Linked DNA regions of Zea mays: region 2 is linked to region 1. Evidence: chromatin contacts called from public Hi-C data. All regions are on one chromosome and are shown on one strand. The core of a region is the stretch at or near the end of the contact, and the rest is flanking DNA. Distances in the headings are between cores, read along the strand shown.

Region 1 (3,720 bases), core at 532-3,031:
GATAACAGTACGTTCTTTAGTACAGGATGGTCAAAATAGTACCTGAAGAGCTTGCTTCTAGCCTCTTGAGAGCACTATAAGTTTTCCCACTATTTGTAGGGCCAACATGTAAAAACACATTACGCTTCTTTTCTCGAGCTTTCGGGTACCACATATGAGGATGCCTGTTGTCCAAAGTAGCACACAGCTTAATTGAAGTTTACATGGGAAAATAAATGAGAAGATAGTATGCTGCACGCTAGCATGCGAAAAAAAACCTTTAGGTTCACATTACCCTTTCAGCATAGACATTGGACCATTCCAATAAAAGAAAAGGCATGATCATTGCTAGGGAGAACTAAATGAACTACAATATAAGTGCATCCCGGTCCCGGTTATTTTGAACTGTACACATAATTCAAGCCAGTAATAATAACTAACTATGAATTGGACTTCATTTTTTTGTTATAGTGAATAATGCTGGGTCACAGCATCCCAGACTGGAAGGTTAGTTAGGGGTAAAGAAATGGATTGTGTTGAATGTATGGTACAAAATGCATGAAATTTATGCACCCAAATTTGAATATGCATGGAAAAGGCTTGAATTTTACACAGGTCAACAGGATACATATTGATTCTTACGTCAGATCAGTCAAATCAAACTTCCCAGAATTATGGTAGGTCCTCCAAAATCTCAAACTAGTAGAATTCACCTTTGAGTGTAGATCGGAATTGGAAAAAAGGCCACTAGTATATACAGCTGTACAGAGCATGGAGCTTTGTTAGACAGAAAAACAATTCAGATATGTAAGAACAATGTCTAATGAATAGAACCACCAGATGCTTTGACACTGGAACAAGGTGAAGTACTAAAGCAAATATTTAAGCACATCAGAATGTCATGCCAGCGTGGTTAAATAGCTGGGCGTGTAATTTTTACTTTCTTTCTCTCTTTTCCTTTATCCTTTTTCATAATGTCTGTAAATAAAATTTTTGCTCTTTAATCTATCCAGTAGAGGAGCCCTCACCCCCTCCTGTTACCATCAAAAAAAAATCAAGCACAATACAAAGAAGTACGAAACAATAGCATAACCATGATGCAACACTGTGCTGTCCATTCCATACATGTCATACATACACCATAATTAGGACCACAATTTCTTGTTCCTAGTATTATAAATTTCTCCAGAGCTATGGTATATTCATCAAAAGAGAAAAGAAAACAACAATCACAACCCAGCAGGAAAAGTATCGCCTTTTCCAACTGCTCATTTATGCAATCAGATATGAAACACAACATAGTTATGCTACTGATAACCTGCGAATAGAGACTATACCACCACTGTTCGGTAATGTCTGCAGTAGGCGCGCTTGGTTTTGGCATTCTACCGAACACATGGCACCCGACCCCAACCAAAAGAACAAACAAACCAACCAGCTATCATACGCAACGCCCAAGGATCCAACCGCTCAAGGCAGTACGAACCATTTCGGCATGAGACCGCGTGGGGCGACGAGAGCGCCCTCTGCCGCAACAGGACGGCAACCGCCATTATATCTGATCTTCCTTTTCCCCTATCTCTATGTCACTCACTTCCCTCCGCGACGCAGCACGGTTCAGACTCGACGACAGCGAGGCGCCCGGGCAAACGACAGGGTTCGGCCGTTCGGGGAGACGGAAACAGCCGAACAATGCGCCTGTGGGGTAGGTGTGGAGGACGCAGCGGCCGATACTTTCGCCGGAAAGCGAGGCAGCGGAGGAAGCGGAGAAGAAACTATGCGTGGCCCCCAAGCCCGGAATATTCCTTACGAACCATCGGACCCAAAGGGCCATGTTTTGGGCTTGGGCCAAAGGCCCATGTACGGGCCCACGCTATCTAGCACGAGTCCAAGTCCACTTGCAGGCCCGGACGCCGCCTCCGCTCTCGTCTTCCTCTTTCTTCTAGTTTCGTCTAGTCTTCAAGGAAGACCGGAACCGAGGCGCCCTGGCCGAGAACTGGAGCCACCGGACGCACGGCTGCTGCCGAAATCCACGGGAGAATGTTTGGAATCCTTCAACTCGGCAGCTAACGCAGTTTATTTCTTCTTTGCTGTTTGCCTGACACGAGGGGTCGCTTTGCTGTTGTTGCCGGGTGTGTGCAGGACGATGGTCGAGGCCGAGGCTGGTAGGGCGGCGATCCGGCGCGCCCTGCGGTCGCTGAAACGGAGGCATCTCGCCGAGGAAGGGGCGCACAGCCCGGCCATCGAGGCGCTAACCCGTCCCTTCGCCGCCCACGTGAGGCCAATCTCTTATTCTCCTCTCCCTACTTTTCCCAATCTTGCACTTTACTCCTCCCCTGTTTGATCGTACTTTGAAGTCTGCAAACGAATGTGTGTCACTGATCATATTACTTAGCCTACTGATTTCAACTGTTTGTATCGCCAGGATATCCCGAATTTTTTTCGAGAATTTTGGACGGTAATTTGGGTGTTTAGTGAAGGAGAGGTTGTTTTGTTAACTCCTTGTAGGCTTTGGAGTGGAAGGAGAAGGCTGAGAAGCATGAGTTAGAGCTGCAGCAATGCTACAAGGCGCAATCCCGGCTCTCTGAGCAGCTTGTGACTGAGATAGAAGAAGGTAAAGTATCAAAAGCACTGCTCAAAGAGAAGGAAGCGATGGTTACAAGTTTGCAGGCTGAACTTGAGAAGACAAGGTATTAAATGTGATTTATTTTTGCTAATCTTGGTCACAGTTGTGGACAACATGGTACTTAGCACTTGTGCAAAACTTCTTCAGCGAAGAGAATGTACAACTAAAGCAGTCGCTTGACGAAAAAATAAAAGCCTTAGATCTTCTCATTCAAGAGCATCAGACAGTGAAATCCGAGCTTGAACAAGCATTGACGAAACTAAAAGCTGCAGAGGATGAGAACCAAAATCTGGTTGATCGATGGATGCTAGAGAAGATGAAGGATGCCGAGAGGCTCAATGAGGTACCTTATTTTCCTTCTATTGCTAAAAATGCAGGTTTGCAATATGTGATATCTGAAATAAGGGACTTTCCAAGCATTATGCTTGTGGCTTGCCTACTGAGCCTGGTAGACAAATTAACTTTACCTATTGCCAATGTATATTCCTTTATCATAATTCATAATTGCAATTATACTCTAATAACCAATGGAGAATTTTAGATACATCAAAACATGGATGCTTATCATACCATAATGATACAAACAACAGTACGGGCTCTTTTGAAACAAAGGAAAATTTCCTGAATCCTGCGTTTTTCCTGTGTTTTTGAACTAATTCCTGTGAAATTCCTATATCATTCATATAAAATTCCTGCGTTCCAAAGGAGAATATTTCTCTTGGTAGAATTTTGTTAATTTAATTCTATAATTTGCGTTGATTGCCGAAGTGTATCCTTGTAAGTGACCTTCTTACACCAGCCTTGAAATATCTGCCCCATATTTAAGCTAAAAACTGTACCCATATAACACTTGCATGTATAAGTTAGTGCTTTAATGGTTGTAAAATAATTGTCTAGGCCAATGCGATGTATGAGGAGATGGTTCTAAAGCTAAAGACAGCTGGAGTTGGTGGTATACAACTTAATGCACAGCAAGAAACTGATGGCATCATACGGCGTTCTGAAGCTGGTTACATAGAAACGCCAATCCCATCAACATGCACAATAACTATCCGTGCTCATGATGGTGGGTGTGGAGCTTTGATGTTTGAGCATAACTCAGACAAGCTAATTAG
Region 2 (3,720 bases), core at 446-2,945, 280 kb after region 1:
TACATTTTTACGAACCTAAATTTAACATAGTTCTACATATACAATTATATATATATATATATATATATCAATTCTATTAACACTATTAGTTCATGTAATAGTACATCCAAAAAGCGTTATTTATACAACTAACGACTAACATGTGACACCATCATTTATGATTTACCCATTATTGCACATAATACCACAAAAACTTTTTAACTAAAATACATAAGCTAAGTGAGCCGCCTAATATTGTTGAGATAGTTGTTACGAGTAACATACAATATTTGTTGTCTACCTATATACATGTTCCCTATATACATAATTGTTTTTTAGTGAGTTGGTTGAGGACCATTAAGCCATCATGAGACATGCAATGAATAACATAATTCTTCACTCACTCACGCATACATATGTTACGTCACTCATTATGAACCACTAGACACCAAAGTAGACTAGAAATGCAACCCATGTGGCCTACAAGTTATAAAACATGAGCAAAACCAAATAGATTGTTAATCACTAAACCATGAAACAATGATAAAAGTAATGTGCGTAGTTAGCGATGATAAAGAGGGACGATATAATTGTGATTGCTTACTAGTGATATAACCAACATTGCGTCTAGAAAACAATGAAATATCCAAAGGTGCATATTGATCTAGGTGCAATTGATTACTCAAGAATCACACACTTAAAATATCATCTTATACCATTAAGTGAGATATAAGGTTTTTATTGATTTAACACAACGCTCGATCAAGGAAGAAAAGCCTTCCTTCTCCGTCGCTTCTTCGTTCCTCCAGCCACATCTTTCGATAGCGTTGTGCTTTCTCCTCTTACAAACTTAATAATTTTAGCATATATAGCTTCATACATACAACAATTGGAGGAACATCATCAATTCATGTAATAGTAGTACGTCCAAGAGTATTATTTCCTTATGTAATCTTTTCTACAAGTAACCATGTAGACCGCGCTGCAGAAAGCCATTAACTAAAACACATGAGTGAGGTTTTGATCGTTGAGCTAGTTGATATAAGCCGGCTTAGACACAATAACTAAGGAGCTTTGTGAGAGAGACAAGTGATGTCTTACACTAATAATGAAGAGCTAACTACTATATAGATATGCTAAATAGTATAAACTGCAAAGATTCTTGAAGCCAACAGTCGATTGTATTATTAAATCTGCTCTAACGATACCTACCACCTATCTACGCACAAGTGCTATGAAATTAATTCTTGTTGTGGACCTTTAAGCCAAATGTGTGGCGCATAAACATATTCTTATTTTACTCATCCATTCTATTCATGCATACTCTTTTCTCCCTTTTTATTCGTTAGACTATTTTCAACAGTTTCTCTATCCTATCTCTTATTTTATTCTATATTTTAAATTTCTCATGGCAAACATCACGTCCCTCTATTTTACACGAATTGAACTATCGATCAAAACGACTAGCCGTTCCTCGGGAACCCTCAAGCCTCAAATCCAGCTTTGTTTGTCTCCCCGTATCTTTTTCCTCCAAGCTACACGCAGCGCGGGCCGCGGCGACTCAACGAGCAGAGCTGAAAATTGGAGGGGAAATGTCAGTCCACACGAGCAAACCCCAAACATTCAAAAAAAAACCAGTCGTGACTGTCTCTGACCACTCCGTACCCCGCAACCCTCGCCAGGGTAACCAGATCAAACCACACTCGACCCAAACCCGCCCCACGCAGCGCAGGCCGCGTATCCACGGCCGAGGCTGCGGCGCAGACCCCGCGCGTCAGTTACCGCAGGCGCGCGGACGCAGCGCCGGATGATCCAAAAAAACAAAAACAAATAAAAAAACCCGCAGGAAAACGCGAGAGAGCACAGCACAAGGCCGCCGGTCCCTTCTCCCCAAGTTCTTCCCACTACTCGCCGCTTCCTGCTCGGACCGCCGCGGCGACTGGCCGGAGATCCAGCCGCCGGGAGCGCGGAGGTCGGCCGGTAGCTGCCGTTTCCTGCTGGTGAGCGCGGAGGCCGTCCGGGCTCCTGCTGGGGAGGGGTGGATGGATTCCCTTGTTCAAGGAGTTGTTTCCCCCCCTCTCTCTATCTCTTTGTTCTGCGAAGGAATCCGAATCTCCCTCCGCTCCGGCTCGGTTTGGTGCGCCCAGTGGTGCCTTACTGACCTATTCCTCTATTCGGGTGGTTTGATTAGGTGGTTGCTGCTGGAGATCGGCGGACGGAAGCAGTTGGTGCCACAGGGCTTCGTGCTGCCGAATTTCCCAGATATTTTGGGGGTTCGGTTGAACCCCCATGCCCGACGCCACTGTGAGTTGCTTTCTCTCCCAAATTGCCCCAGGAATTATGCTTCTTTTGCTCGCTTGCTTCCTCCCTTCCTTTTTCGGTAGGGTTGCTGGTGCGGAGTCTTTGCTTCAGACTAGTTTTTTTTTTCTTTTTCTGGGAAACGAATTACACGTAGTCACTTTGGCTCATTTTGTTGTCCGTTATATTTGCATTGTCCGGAATTTCTTAATCATGCCGGAGTAGGTTTAAACTAGGGTTTAGTGCAGCCCACGCTGTTTAGATGGCTTACCATTTCGTGAACTCTAGATGAGAGGAATAGTGGAGTTTGATCACCTGATGGGGTTTTTCATCTTATGTAGGGGCTTGAAATGGGCCTTAAAGGCTCTAAGGGAGCTCCAGTACCAGGAATGGAAGGGGGTGTGGCAAAGGCTCCTGCTTCCTTGGAGGAAAACAAGTCCTCTGCTGATGAGGATCTTGGCAGAGGGCCTGCCTTGACTGGGAAGAAAAGGAGGGACTGCAGGGGTTCTGCGGATGAGGACAGAAACGTGACAAAAAGGGTGTTGAGATCCGACGCAATGAAGCTGCGGGCTGAGGCTGAGGCAGCTTGTGTGGTAGCTGTGGAGGTTAGTAAAACTGACAGTTTGGAGAGGAAACGCTGTGAGGCTATTGTGGAGGCTGAGCCTTGTAATAGCAGGCTGCTGATGGAAGTTACTTGCAATGGTGAGGAAGCCAACGAATTGGTTAACTTGGACTCCAGTGACGTCTCGGAAGAGTCAGCTAGGTGTTCTGAGAATAATATGGGAATGCCTAGTGTTCCTGCAACAGATTCTTCTCAAGATAACGGTTTAGGCACGCAAAGTAGCCTTGCAGAATCAGATATTAAGACAATGAAGTCAGATGAGAAGATGTCTACTGCAACTCTTTCAGAGTGCAATGACTCCAGAGCTGGAATGAACAGTTTGAGTGTTGATGAGGCTCAAGATGACAAAGTGAGACATGGGCCTTGTCAGGGTGAGGTCATAGACTCAGCAATGGCTAATGATGCTGGCACAAGTACAAATTTAATCAAAATCAGCCCTACCAGCGGATCAGAATCTGTTAAGCAGGAGAATAATGTGGTTGGTACCGAGGAAGTGATACTCCACAGTAGCGATACGAAAGTTGAGAAGCATTCTCACATTGACGATGTTTGTACAGAAACTGAGATTTCTTTGACTGATAATGGAATATGCGCAGTAGATAACCACACCGATCTAACTGGGTGCACTAAGCAGGAGGAGAGGGGCAGCCCCATGAATGAAGCCAATGATGTTTCATCACATGACATTGTATTTACAAGGAGAGGTAGAAAATCATGTGAGGCAAAGCAGAGGACATGTGAAGAGGAGGCACGGTTTGAGAAGCGAATCACAAGGTCAGCTACAGTTAGGCAGAGAGAAGTTTCTGCGAGCTCACACAAAA

The links. Hi-C and Micro-C count contacts between places; a contact is called where the count stands out from the background.
Region 2: a contact with region 1 is called in a Hi-C map of leaf, with 7 times the contacts expected there. The contact joins the promoter of LOC100272699 here to the promoter of LOC100273495 in region 1. A contact is called at or near these places in 4 of 25 Hi-C or Micro-C datasets (bundle sheath, ear, leaf and 1 more).

The regions. Positions count from the first base shown.
Region 1 is chr1:282,345,020-282,348,739 of Zm-B73-REFERENCE-NAM-5.0, forward strand. LOC100273495 (ATP-dependent RNA helicase SUV3, mitochondrial) reads right to left here and starts at 1,782. Exons shown (of 17, transcript XM_008667183.4): 1 at 1,466-1,782; 2 at 622-739; 3 at 43-164. The coding sequence starts at 1,532. It overlaps LOC100282904, which reads left to right and starts at 1,925. Exons shown (of 4, transcript NM_001371887.1): 1 at 1,925-2,254; 2 at 2,488-2,669; 3 at 2,753-2,948; 4 at 3,503-3,720. The coding sequence starts at 2,126.
Region 2 is chr1:282,629,555-282,633,274 of Zm-B73-REFERENCE-NAM-5.0, forward strand. LOC100272699 (Acyl-CoA N-acyltransferase with RING/FYVE/PHD-type zinc finger protein) reads left to right here and starts at 1,696. Exons shown (of 11, transcript NM_001360101.1): 1 at 1,696-1,979; 2 at 2,171-2,283; 3 at 2,619-3,720. The coding sequence starts at 2,269.